2 separate regions of the Zea mays genome follow, and region 1 is linked to region 2. A link is a contact called in public Hi-C data. All regions are on one chromosome and are shown on one strand. Each heading gives the region's core, a stretch centred on a gene start, on an enhancer-like site or on the middle of the called end of the contact. The rest is flanking DNA. Distances are from core to core; before and after follow the strand shown.

What was found. Hi-C and Micro-C count contacts between places; a contact is called where the count stands out from the background.
Region 1: a Hi-C map of ear shows a contact between it and region 2, with 4 times the contacts expected there. The contact joins the promoter of LOC103632253 here to the enhancer-like site in region 2. A contact is called at or near these places in 3 of 25 Hi-C or Micro-C datasets (ear, leaf and tassel).

Annotation. Positions count from the first base shown.
Region 1 is chr7:37,200,363-37,207,377 of Zm-B73-REFERENCE-NAM-5.0, forward strand. LOC103632253 (myosin-6-like) reads left to right here and starts at 2,092. Exons shown (of 39, transcript NM_001301539.1): 1 at 2,092-2,337; 2 at 3,885-4,013; 3 at 4,439-4,582; 4 at 4,807-4,952; 5 at 5,032-5,188; 6 at 5,392-5,450; 7 at 5,579-5,738; 8 at 5,923-6,072; 9 at 6,158-6,294; 10 at 6,373-6,519; 11 at 6,619-6,720. The coding sequence starts at 2,335.
Region 2 is chr7:36,784,185-36,791,686 of Zm-B73-REFERENCE-NAM-5.0, forward strand. No RefSeq gene overlaps it. Among protein-coding and RNA genes, the nearest start is that of LOC100217028, 170 kb to the left of the region's middle. Within about 2 kb of position 4,012, at least 10 of the 20 cell types and tissues checked have an H3K27ac peak or open chromatin away from gene starts, as enhancers often do. A contact at or near this core is called in ear, leaf and tassel, where this site is marked.

The DNA.
Region 1 (7,015 bases), core at 842-3,341, 410 kb after region 2:
TAGACCGTGCAAGGAAAAAGTAGCATCATTAAAATGATGTCACAGAAATACTACAACTGAACTATAAAGATCACTTCATTTTTATCTGATTCAGTATCTTCTGATAGAGAACAACAATGTTTTGGTCATCAAACGGAAGATATCGTACGAGCATTATATAAATAATCACACCATAAGACCAAATATCTGATAATGATACATCGTATCTTCTGTTCTACAGAACCTGCAAGCATTTGGCACAAGAAATTAATAACTAGACACCAAGAATTATTTGACCTGGTAGTGGCCAGGCTTTCTTCACCTCAAGGGCAATGTAATTGGGGCTACCACAGGTTGTATGCAACAATCCATCAATCTAAAAGTAAATATAGCGGTCAACTTGCTGAAATCGTTTCACGGTCTAGAAAACTATTTATCATATACCCCGAGATATGATGGTAAAGCACTGAGACAAAAATCAGAGACCTTGATGTTTCCTTTTCGGTCAACAAGAACCTTCTTCGGATGTAACAGTGGAGTCCCCACGAGAGGATTCCTCCAAGTAGGACAAAGACATTGACAATGTGTGGGCAGATCATTCTTGCACCAATGGAAGTCGTCGAGAAATCGAAGTAGAACATATCAGTAGCAAAGACAATTTTCATGAAGCATAGGAACTAACACACACCAAGTCGCCCTTAGCGTTGCTGGCCTCCAGCTCGGCCTGCGCGTTGGAGAGCTAGGCCTTGACCTGCTTCGCCTCCACGGCGACCGCGGACAGCGCTGCGGCGAGCTCGTCGGTCGCCTTCTTGCTCCTCTCCTCGGCCTGCTGGGCCGCGCAAAGCTTGCCCTCAGCACATTGTCTTTTTCATCGCACGCGAGCTGGCTCAGGAGCTCCTCGGCGCGCTCCCTCGCAGCGACCTCACTGGTCTTGAGGCCCTCGTTGTCCCCCCGCAGGTCTTCTAGGGCACGCTCTTTCTTCACGACGACCACCTGCAGGGCGACGTCGGTTGCCTTGAGCGCCTTGGCGACCACGTTGGCCTCCTCGACCGCCTGCTTAAGCACACGACGCTGGGCGGCGTTGTCGGCACCGAGATCCCGTGGGCGTTGGTGGTGCGGGCGACGAAGGGGAACAACGAGAAGGAGCGCGACTGGAAGGAGGGATCAGGGCCGAAGATGCGGTCCTCACCAACGAAGTACCCGGTGGAGACCTCGCAGACATGGACCCGAGCACCGAAACTTCGCCGTCGGGCAGGTCGAGCGTGGACAGGAAGTTGAGGCAGTGGCGAGGGTAGGATAAGGTGCACAGGGAGGCATCCTCCGCCGCAAGGCGCCGAACAATGTGAGGCGGGGGGGGGGGGGGGGGCAAGGGCGGGGTATGACCTTCCGAGGCGGTGGCGGGGGTGGGGATGACGCGAAGGTGGAGGTGGGGGGGAGCGAGGTTTCGGATAAGCGTCACGGGGTGAATGTCACGTGGGATAAAATCATAATAATGTCGTGGTTTATACTATAATAGATAGTAGAGATATAAGATATATATTTGCTAGAAAAAAAATCTTATCCCTGTTACTATTAAGAACGGAAGGTGGGCACCCGGTGCTACCACGACTTCATCCCGTGCTAACACACTGGGCCCGCCCCACACACCCCCACCTTAGCGTCGTGCCCTATTGGCCCCACGCTTCGCACGCTCTCAGCTACTGCCCTATGGATCCCAGCGCTCGCGCAGCCACCACCAGACCACACGTAGTTTAGAAATCTATATCTATATTACTCTATTGAGAATCTAATGTAGGTACCTGGTGCTACCACAGCTTCATCTTTCTCACGCTCAACACCCGCAAAAAATAGTGTCACCACACCACACGTACCTTAGTGCTTAGAAATAAAAAAAGTTATATTAGTAGCCTAAGCGCTGTTCCCCACACTTCCCGTCTAATGAAAACGTACGAACACATCACTAGTATAATCTATAAGCCCTGTATTATATATAATTCGGAAGGAAGGGCCTTCTTCCCCTTCCCTCTCACCCACTCGTGGACTCGGTCCTCGCTCTTCACCTGCCCGCGCCTCGGTAGGCGCTAGTCGCCTTCCTCCCTGGAAGGAAAAACAAACAAACACGAAACGCAGGTCCGAATCCAAATCTAGCGGCACGCTTAACGTCGCGATCCCGCGGACTCCACCCACGCCCGCGGCGGCAGCGCGGATCCCGCCTAGGGCTCGCGTGTCGGTCGCTCCGGCGCTAACTAGTAACTACCCCCTCGCGGCGACGGGAGGTCGGTAGCGGCGATCGCGCTAGCGGAGCCGCTTCTTCGCCCTCGACGCCGCCGGCCTCGATCAGGCCCCGCCGACGGAATGGTACGCGCTGCAATTTGCTTTTCTTCCGATTTTTTTGTGCTTTGTTTGGGTAGTAGTGTGTTGGGGACTGCCTCGCTTGATGAGGGCGCCGAAATGCAGGCTCGGTTCGGGGTGTTTCCACGCCGTTTGGTGTGATCGTTTAGTTGAAGCAGTTGACATTTCAATAAACACGTCTTACTGAACCGGGCATAATTTCGGGAAATGGTGGACCTAGGATACGAATGTGGGCAGCCTTTTGTTGTCCTTCCTTCTTCCGACCTTGGTTGTGCAATGTGGTGAGGTTGGGGTCTCTACCTCAGCCCCTCATACTGTCTTATGGTGGATTCCAAGCTGTTCTTCTCACTGAGACACTCGGATCATCTCATGGAACTTGATCAAGGTTTTGTGAAACTGCTGGGCTAGCATTAATCAAGAATTGTTAGGACCTTCATTCTCTGTTTGGTTCATTATTTGTGCAAAAATGGGCACCTAAATCATGGGACAATGTCTATGGATGCTTTATATATACTTCTTTCTTCACACTTTTAGTATTTTTTTTTCTGTCAACTAGAATCTTAGTTTATGTGTAGGGCTGGATAACGAGCTAGGTTATAGGTAGAGCTGGATAACGAGCTAGCTTGCCACGTTTTGGCTCGTTAAGATAATGAGCCAACTCGGCACATTCTAACGAGGCAGCTTGACTCGGATCGGCTCGTTATCTTGACGACCTGGAAGGGCAGCTGGTCTCATCTCGTTTACGAGCTCGAGTTGGCTTGTTAATCTCACGAGCCAGATATAAAAATAAACAAAATATAATATTTTCATTTTACCTAAAGTTTGAGAATATATATGCTAACATATATACAAGTGTAATATAATACAGAACTAAAACATCCAATAGCCTTAAATCAAACAAAAATATATATGCTAACATATATACAAGTGTAACAATATACTATAGCATTGCACTATACATCAATGATCCATACTCTATACCACATACATAAAGCATCCATACGCCCATTAAGAACAAAGTGTAAAGTCATAATAATCCCAAGTTACAGGATCTAGATCAGTCATCAACCAATTGTAAAGTGCAAGACATGAAGTAATTGAAAATAATATAAATTCAAGATCAATAACTTTGGCTTGTTAGGTTTGCAAGCCAGCTCACGAGTTGGCTCGTTAACTACATGGGCTAAAATGCTGTCTCAGCTCATTGAAAATATAAACGAGCCGAGCCGAACCAAGCCACTAAGCACTAACGAGCTGAGTTGAGTGAGCTGCCGAGCTTTGAGATTTTTGTCCAGCCCTAGTTATGTCCTATTATTACCAGATGTGGATCCTCATATGGCATTTGTAAGTTCAAACACAATGGAAGGATCTGATATTCAGGAACTTCTCAACTATTTACTTTCTCAATAAATGTTTCTCCTCACTGTATTTTTGGATTGAGATATTGTAGGCTTTTCCATTCTTTATTCACTCATCATTCTTCACACTTGTTAGTTTACTGTAATGACTTGTCAACTGACATTGGTTGTGTTCTTGTGCATATTCTGCTTCAGGCATCCAAAGTCCGCTTTACAGTGGGTTCTCAAGTTTGGGTTGAGGATGCTGAGGTGGCTTGGATTGATGGGTTGGTGGAGGAGGTACAAGGAGATGAATTAATTATAAACTGCACTTCTGGGAAGAAGGTCAGTTATTAGTTCTGTGATATGTTTCTCTTTATGTATTGTTTTGGCCACCGTCGGGTGGTTGTTTTACTCTTGTACCAGTCTATTTTGGACCTTATCTTCTTAATATAAAGGTGCATAGCTCTCCTGCGCTTTCGAGAAAAAATATGTTTCTCTTTTTATTTTCTGCCAAAATTGACATTTTGTTAGTTTATTTGGTCCTGATGGTTTGTCACTTTCTATTCATGCTTTACCGAGGCTGTTGCATTACTTTTCTCTTAAAATTTCTTTTTTATGCCTCAGGTTAATTGTCTGTATGTCTCAGTTTGTTAATTCACGAGTGCCAATGTGCCAGAATATACTACTATAGCTTATACTAGTAAATTAATTTATTGAAGTAGATGGATAATGATAAATAAAAATAAATAAACATATTTTGTTTACAGGTTACTGCAAATGTCTCAAGTGTGTATCCTAAGGATGCAGAAGCGAAGCGCTGTGGCGTTGAGGATATGACGAGGCTAGCTTATCTTAATGAACCAGGAGTTTTACAGAACTTAAAGTCTAGATATGGAATGAATGAAATATATGTAAGTTGAGTTATTCAACATATCAACACTTTTATTATTTTTACTCATGCATCATTGCTGTTCTTATGTTTATTGGTGTTAAGGTGTTTACTGTTTCTAGTTTCTATATTAGAGGAGTTTGGAATTCTGTAACACTACATATGTTTGTATTCCATAATATGCTCTAGTGCACAGAACAACCTTGTGGCCTGATCTAACCACTTAATGATGTTTGTCCTTTCCAGACTTATACTGGCAACATTTTAATAGCTGTTAATCCATTTCAAAGACTTCCCCACCTTTATAACAATCACATGATGGGAATCTATAAAGGCGCAGAATTTGGCGAGCTGAGCCCCCATCCTTTCGCTATTGCAGATCATGCATATAGGTGTGTTTCAACCCCTAGGAAAGCTTGAATATTTTATGCATTTATTGTGTTGTATGTACCTGACATACCGACTATGCAGGCTTATGATGAATTGTGGAAAAAGTCAAGCCATATTAGTGAGTGGCGAAAGTGGAGCTGGTAAGACAGAAAGCACTAAAAGCCTTATGCAGTATCTTGCATTTATGGGTGGTAAAGCTCAATCTGGGGGAAGGTCAGTGCAACAACAAGTACTGGAGGTCAGGGCTCCAATTTCTCTTCTTGCACTTGGGAATATTAGCAACTAAAAATAGTGGATGCATGGATTATGAACTGGCATCTTGGAATGTTTGTAAAGGAACAAGCTGATATTTCTGAATGATTGCATCAAACTCACATTTCACCAATCTTAATGCCATTCTAGTGTCTTATACTATCCAATCTATCTATTTGATTGATGCAGTCAAATCCTGTTCTTGAGGCATTTGGAAATGCAAAAACAGTCAGGAATAATAATTCAAGGTAATGAACTTTAAAAACATGGTTACTATTTGCTTTTTCCTGTTTCCAATAGTTGGCATTTGCTCATTTAGCACAATTTTTTTTATTTTTCCTCATACTTTGTCACTTTCTTTTATCTTATTACACAGTCGTTTTGGAAAATTTGTTGAGATTCAGTTTGACAAGAATGGGAAGATCTCAGGAGCTGCCATAAGGACTTACCTCTTAGAAAGGTCTCGTGTCTGCCAAATATCTGATCCAGAAAGGAACTATCACTGCTTTTACATGCTATGTAATGCACCAGCTGAGGTAAAAAGTTGAACACGGCTACAAACCAAATTCTAAACATCAACTTTGTAAACAAAAACAATATATGTGCGGCAACTGTGTTCCAGCTTACTACATTGTAGTACTGCTTTTCTTTTGATGATGTAGATTTTGCCATCAACTGTGTTTTCAACTTTTGATCTGAGTTAAAGTGTTGCCGTTTCAGGACCGTGAGAGATATAAACTGGGAGATGCCGCATCATTTCACTATCTTAACCAGTCTAGTTGTATTAAGCTTGATGCGATGGATGATGCTTCAGAATATATCATAACTAGGAGGGCAATGGACATTGTGGGCATCAGTTCTGATGAACAGGTATGCACATGTGTATGGTTGAAATTAATTTATTTTATCTGAAGTTAAAATATTTGCTTATAACTTCTGTTGTCATTTCGTGCAGGATGCAATATTTAGAGTTGTTGCTGCTATTCTTCATTTGGGCAATGTGGAATTTTCAGAAGGGAGTGAAGCAGATTCTTCTGTACCCAAAGATGACAAGTCCCAGTTCCATCTTAGGACAGCTGCGGAGCTTTTCATGTATTAGTGCTTTCTTGTGCTCTCTCGATAATATTAGCTTGTCATCTTTTGCATGACATGCATTTGACAACATTTCAGGTGTGATGAGAAGGCTCTTGAGGAATCTTTGTGTAAGCGTGTTATGGTAACACGTGGTGAAAGTATTGTTAAAAATTTAGATGCACGAGCAGCAGCTCTCAGTAGAGATGCACTAGCCAGAATTGTTTACTCTCGTTTGTTTGATTGGTAAGTTCTCACATTATCAAGAAGTTTATTATTGTTGCTTTATAGTATGTTACTACCGTAACATAAAAAGATAATTCACTTATGTTGCTGTTTTTTCAGGCTTGTAACTAAGATAAATACTTCAATAGGACAAGATCTAAGCTCGAAGCTTTTGATTGGTGTACTGGATATATATGGTTTTGAGAGTTTCAAGACAAACAGGTGCTTAACTGGTATGCCTTTGCGTTTAATCTTCTGTTTATCTTTATCGATGTCTTAATATAGTGTAGCAAAGTCACATCAACAATTTTTTATTGGAAACTGGATATTGGTGCTAGTGTGTGGTGCTGGTGTGCAATACATGTGTAATACCGAAGCCAATCTTCAGTGCTTGTGCGTCCACAGAGAGAAGCTAGTAGGCTGTGTTCCATCATGTGTTCTTCAACTTCCTTTTCTTAGATCCAAGAGGGTCAGTGAAAATCCCGTGAGTGCTCAAGTGAGAGAGTTGGGCCAACAT
Region 2 (7,502 bases), core at 2,762-5,261:
GGTGCCCCAATTTATCAGAGCTCCAACAATCGAACCCAAACGGTTGGGTGACGTGGCTGGCGCACTAGATAGTGTCTGGTGGCGCATCGGACTGTCCGGTGCGCCCATCGACAGACAGCCTCCCCAACGGCCATTTTGGTGGGTGGGGCTATAAATACCCCCCAACCACCACAATTCAAGGCATCCAAGTTTTCAGCCATTGCATTCAATACAAGAATCTCTAGACTTCACTCAAAGACACAAAACAAAAGACCAAATCCTCTCCAAGTCCCAAACTCATTCCAAAGAATTAGTGACTAGTGAGAGAGAGATATTTGTGTTCATTTGAATTCTTGTCGCTTGGATCGCTTTTCTTCTTCCTCCATTCTTGTTCTCAAGCAACTTGTAATCAAGCAAGAGACACCAAGTTGTGGTGGTCTTTGTAAGGGGTCTAAGTGACCCATTGATTAAGGAGAAAAGCTCACTCGGTCTAGGTGACCATTTGAGAGAAGGAAAGGGTTGAAAGAGATCCGGTCTTTGTGACCACCTCAACGGGGAGTAGGTTTGCAAGAACCGAACCTCGATAAAACAAATCACCGTGTCATCTGCTTTTATTTGCTTGCAATTTGTTTTTGCCCTCTCTTTCGGACTCGACTTTATTTCTAACGCTAACCCGGCTTGTAGTTGTGCTTAAAGTTTATAAATTTCAGATTTGCCTCTTCACCCCCCTCTAGGCGACTTTCAATACCTCACTAAAGTATCATGCAATTCTATAAAAGAATCTGGAGTCATACGAAAATTGTCATGACACTTCCTAAAGTCCCACATATTAAGTTCCACCCATTGCCGTCCTGTCACGTGCGGCAATGGAGGAGGAAGATTAATCATAGGAGCAACAGTACACAAACGAGAAGCGAAAGCAGCTAGAACTGCCGCTGCACCAGCTTGCTGAAATATGATGGAACTATCATCACTTGCCGTGTTGTTGTGACCGGAGTCTTCTGCACTACTCATCTTGGAGTTGCCTACATTTAACAGAAATGCAATACTCATCTCGAATTTGAATATAAAACTTTCAAAATAGAAATGCAGTACTTAACACAAATGTTATAAAACTAAAGTGCACAAACACATAAATAAAACTAAACTGCAATTTTTTCGCAATCATCAAAATGACCCATAGTTATTACAACACAAACATTCAAAACTAGACTGGAAAACTTAACAATGTACATCAAAGCGTTATTACAAGACCACACAGACAAGCTACATCGAAATATGATCCCAGTTGAACCTAATCCAATGGAGGCGTCCCTCTTTAGTATTCATATTAAGGAAAAACCTCCTATCTATTTTGTTTTTGCATAGAATAGTTGCCATGTAGTAAAATCAGAGTCTTCTTCAAGTCCATCTTGCTTTAAGAGTCGCACAACTTCGTCAGCTTCTTCTTGTCCACGACTAAGAGTTCCCTGGTTTCTGATGCAAATGGACTCAGAAATAATAGCAATGTGCTCTTCCAAACTCATCTTTTTCTTAGGAGGGCTATCCACTGTGGCTTCCTTGATAGGCCTTTTGGACAATGATATAATATTGGAGCAACCCACACCGTCGTTAGGAGTATCCTGGCTGCCATAGCTTCGGGGGGGCTTACGAACACCTCCAACACTAATCAAAATGCCCCTATCGTGTGTGGTTCGACCAAACAAAGTGTAAAGCTCATCAAGAAAGGGTGGTGTTTTTCCTCGACTGTCCTGAGTACTAGGATCCTGCATTTGAACATAGTGCAGATTTAGTATTGACCCAACCCAGACTCCTTAACCCATTATCACATGTGGATCACTTAGGGCAAAAGTCACCACACTTAAGGAACAAGGTTCTAATTAGGTACTAAGCATCCTAGAGGGCTCAACTTAACCATCTCATAGTGATCAAAGGAGGGGAAGTGACCAAAACCCTAAGTCCGCCCCTTAAGAGCATGAGGAGCACCAAAACAAAGGGGTCAAGGAAGCTAATCAAATCACTTAATCACAAAGTGGATCATGTAACACCTCTGGTGTTACGAGAACTTAAACTTTGACATGACATCATATGCACTAGCATTACATTGTGTGTGGTACACCTAGACTGCATCCACTAGGCTAAAACTTCAAAACAAAATATTTGATGTGGTGCTTGTGGGATGGTATAGTCTGGAAAAGGGGATACTTAACCCTAGGTTGAAGTGTCATTCTCCAAGGACTAGCAGCATGTGACTTTATGTGGTAAACACTAAGGAGTGATCTTACCAAGTTGGTGGATTGGTTCAAAGAATAATGATTCAGAGAGAGGTCAAGCACTTAATGTACCCTAGGACACTCAAAACCCTAATTTGGAGCCCAAAACCCTAATTAGTGCCCTATAGAATGATTTTTAATTCTATGCACTTTTTGCCAAAAGTGTATATATCAAAGTAATAGAATAACAAAAACTAAGCAACTTTTATATTTGGAGATTTCTAAGTTTTGTGGTGAAACTTGGAGTTATTTGCAAAACAAGTCCGTAAGCATCTCTACTCTTAAACCCTGAAAATAGTGTAAATGAGCCAACTTTGGGCTCTTGCATTTCTTGATCCATGAAGAGTTTGCTATAAGTCACCATAACAAAGTTGTGGAGCTACTATAGTAGTACAAACTTGTGTAGGGAATCTAGCCCTAAAACTATATGGAACCTAGTGTAAAACACATCCAAACTTGTGCTGTCAAACTAGGGCAGTGCTGGAACTGAGAAACCAGTGACATTTCTCCAAATTGGGAGCTAATTTGTGCATGATCCATGGAGTTAAGGACTATGATCCTTATAAGAAAGTTGTAGCCCTTACATTGGGGAACAAATCCTTTATACCAAGTTGGACCAAGTGTTGTTCAAAAATTGGAGTAAAACGCCCCAAAGTCGGGCTGTCAGGCAAGAGGATGAGGCATTCAATGTGAACAGTGAACTGCAGAAGATCGCCCGATTCAGAGAACCGCCACCAACGATCTCACGCTACGATCCGTGCTCGCCTAGGAGATTTGTGCTCAGTACGAAGTGGATAACTTTGGGTAGATGAAAAGATCCAAGGAGGGGTGAACATAGGCCCTTAGCTAGTTCACCGTCATGCCCACTTTCCCACACGGTCGGTCGAGATATCATCACCGGAGTTCGCCATGTTCTTGGTGAAGGACACGTAGCCGCTTGATTCATCGTGGTGTCATGGTCATGGCACCCTCTGGGTCATTCATCGTGGCATGCTCATCCAAAATTGGATCACACCGCGGGTGATCTCTTTATATTGTGTGCCACGCTAGCTCCGCCCATCCATTACGAACCTAGTCCACCACTCGCTTATCCCTTTCCTTGGCTATAGCCTGAGAATTTTGGATTTCCTCGCAATCGACCGCGGACGCCGTCGTGATACACCTTGTCGTGGCCAGAGTTATCCAGGTTAGGTCATACCTCTTTAGTCTATGCTCTAGCGTCCTTATGGTCTCAGGTTGCTCACTGACTTGACCGATTGAACGCTACCGTAGTGAGGCGCCAAGAACATTACGTCGCCATCATGGAATGCCGTCGAGGACACTCTCCACGTCGACCCACTACTGTATCCCCTCACCCATCTTCTCGACTGCCATTACGGAGTCCCAGTGAGTTTCTTAGGCTCACTGCACCTTCAATTTGAATACTATTGTTGTGTGCTCGCGGGAACAAGCTCCTGAGAGCTTCAGTTCCACTGGTGCTCATGGACCGAATCCTAGAATACAAATCATGTCCGCTCTTTGATCCCTAGACTGGCACCGAGAGTTGAATTAGGTGTAATAAAAAATTTTAGCTCAGATTATGGGGTGTGGTGGCCTAAACCGGTTTGTCGGGGCATTTGCGCAGTCGTCCGTGGTTGGGGACCCCATCATGGAAGGAGAAAGAAAGGGGGGTTTCTTTGTAAGTGTTGATGGCTCCGAGAACAACGCATAGGATCAGTTTTTGGTTATTCGAATACCCAAGGGGCTCAATGCAAAGTAGTACAAAAGCGCGGGCGTTTGTGCGATCTTCGTGGGTTTGGGCAGACTCGGGCCTGTTTCGGCCTAGTTCTGTTGATGGGGTTTTCCTTTTCTTTTTGCTGATAACTTGGGAAATCTGTAGAAAATAGTAAAAAAATGATAAAAAATATGAGACCAATTTTACTAGACTCCTAAAATCAAGTAGTATTTAATAAAAATAATTCCTAGATTTTTATTTCAAACCCTGAATTATGTAGCATTTAAAGGTACTTAAGTAAATCCTTTTAGAAATTTAGAAATAATATAGTAATCCCAAAAATCATAAAACTTTTTGGGTAGACTTCAAATATTGGTTATAGACTTTGAGTAAAGTTTGAATTTGTTTGGACAATGTTTGACCAGAAAAACAGTAATTAGTTCCATAGATCAACCATTTTAATATCAACTAATTAGAGGTAATTTTTGTAAATAAAGTTGAACTTGGTAAACTTACCTTCACTTGTAGCCTAAGAAGGTTAGTAATGTAATCTTAGAAGATTATTTACCCAGGAAGTCTCAATGGTTGATAAGCACCGTGAAAGAAAGTTGTATTCAAGACACAACTTATTATCTTTTTGTTATACAGTTGCATATCCATAACATAGCATAAGCATTCATATACATGTATTGCCATGTATAGAACACGAAGAAGAATCCACACTAGAAGAAGAGGTTGTTCCTCAGATCGAGAATCCTCCAGTGGAAAATAACTTTTACTTTGATATCTGTGGTGAGGAAGCAGAAACTCCGACAACATAAGGAATGCCCTGGTGCATTTACCTTTCCTTGTATTTTAAAGTTTTACCAACTTTGAATGCTGCATTAGGTGATAGGAATTTTGTGACAAACTATTGATGCATTTCCTTCCTTGAGAAATTGAATATCATTCCTTGTTACCTGGTTTATTCAAATAAGTTTTATGATGCTTAGCCTTGCTTTAGAAAAACAAAATGTTTTGTGTTGAAAAAGGTGATGCTTCACACTGGATGGGAACTTTTAAAAAAAACTTATGATGGTGGATCCATTACGGTCATGATGGGTTCAACATATGAAAAGAGTACCTCTATCAGGTACCAAACTTTGGGGTTTAAATGATAAAGATGAGACCGGGCGGGTGACTTGCACGAGAAGGAAGTCTCAATGTAGTGTCTCTGTCTGAGTCGTTTAAGGACCGAGCCGATGTAGGCTTGATGATCAAGGACCTTTTAACTGGTGTTGGCCACTTGTTCTTAAATGCTGTGAATCAAGAACAAGGCAACATAGTTGTTAAGCATTAAAGACCTTCGTCCTTTGAAGCATTATCTCCTCTCAGATATAATGATCTTCGGACGTAGGTCATGAAGGACGTGCCTTCATCATTTCATATATGAATAAGAATACATGAAGATAACAAAAATAATTCAATGGTTCATTCATATTTGTACCATAAACATACATGAATATTAACAGGATTGATATTACATTGATACCTTCGGCTTGCTCGAAGGTATGGATGCGAGAGAGTAATTACAATCCAACGTGAATAGTACGGTGCTACTGCTCATCTATTTATAGGCACGGGACGCAGCCCGAGTAAAAGTACATCCATGCCCTTGACATTCATCCATAAACTTATTAAGGATTAGATGGTGTTGGTCCCTTTTCGGTCTTCATCATACTTGGTCTTCGTCATTACTTCAAACCGAAGCTCTTCGGCTGTAGCTTTAGTGGTCACTTCTCATCACCTTCGGGTTATGTTTTCACCCTGTCGCAAGAGGAAACCTTCATCCCAAAGCCGAAGCCCCCCTGTGGTAACCCATGTCATACTAGAAACATATGTTTAGTCACATTTTTGAGGACCTTCGGAGGAAGAAGGCCCCCAACAGTAGCCTCTCGCAGTGTTGATTTGTTTCTTTGCAACAAATTTAGACTGCAATGTGAACGAACGCCTTTAGCCGAAGGTCCAAAAAAACATCTTCCCTTCGCTAGAATAGCGAAACACACTGACTTGTGGGACCCACCAATCTATGGGGTTCTGGGTATATAAATAGAAGCCTGTGTTGTGAGTATTTTCGTGCTATTTTAGCTGCTTGCCTTGTGTTTGCCATTTTAACCTTCCTTGCTTCGTAGAGTTTAATTGAATTTTGAGCTTCGGCATTTTAGCAATCATTGTCTAAATGGCTGAGGAGAAGAAGATCGTTGACCCGGTGCTGACCGGATTTTACGAAGCTATGGAAAAAACCAACATGGAGAAGATCACCAATGAGATGTTGGCTGGAATATATGAAAACTCTAGTGATAGTGAGAGTTTTGATGTAGAAAGTGGGAATTGAGATGCCGAAGATCGGCCATGGAGACCGAGCCATGTTCTTTTTGGAAAGTCGACTATTAAACAAGGCCAGATCGAAGCAATGAGAGGGAGATACTTTCGTGATATTTCAATCGTGAGGGCCAGAGGGAAGAATAATTTTCCTCTTCCCAAAGTTGACGAGGTGGTGATTTTTAGAAGCTTCATGAAAGCTGAACTTCGGTTTTCTTTGGACAAAGTGTTGGTTGAAGTTATGAAAACTTTCAAAATTTATCTTCATCAACTTACCCCCGAAGCTATTGTCAAAATGGGGGTTTTCATATGGGCCATGAGGAGCCAAAGGTTAGAGCCAGACGCCAGGTGTTTCTGCAATATGCATGAGTTGTTATATCAGACGAAGGCGACTGGGAAAGAGCAGTACCACAACAACTTTGGATGCTACAGTTTCATGCACAGTGCCGAAGCCAGCTATCATGTGCCGACATTTCAGAAAAAATGGCCAGGATCTTGGATGCAAGAATGGTTTTATGTGAAGGTTGACCTGAGTCAAAGGGAGGATATAAAAGGGATTATTCAGCGCCCTATATGGTCTCGCTTCGGCATTAGGAGGCCGCCCACTGCACTTGGAAATGATGTGAAAGCATGTCAAATGGCTTTCAATACGGTGTGCACTTATATTGGCACAAGAGACTTGGTCCAGGATCATATTGCTTACAGAGTGTGGCCACTTGCAAGCGGATGGGAAATGCCGAAGGAGGCTGTCGCTGGCTCGAGCCAAAATGGTTTGGTTTATCTGAAGTATACCTTTCGATGCAGGAGCCAATTTGATGAACCGAATGATGACTGGCTGGATGTTATAGAAGCAACTAGCGATGAGCTGCTTGGAGCATACTCGAAGGCAGAAGATGAAGCTATGACAACTGCCTTCGGTGCTCGGGGCAAAAAGAGATTGAATAGGGTGTTTGATGTTATCGGGTTTGTGTACCCAGACTATTGTTATCCTTTGCGAAAGCAAGGGAAGAAGAGGAAAGCTGCTACCTCGGCAACTTCTAGTGTGCGAGGTCAAAAAAGGTTAAAGTTTTGATGCGTCGACCCAGGCGCATTGAAATGGCCGACGTGCCGAAGCTAATTGAGGGGGTTGCTCCTATCACAGAGCCAAGTCGCTATGTGCTAGTCGAAGCTAGGAC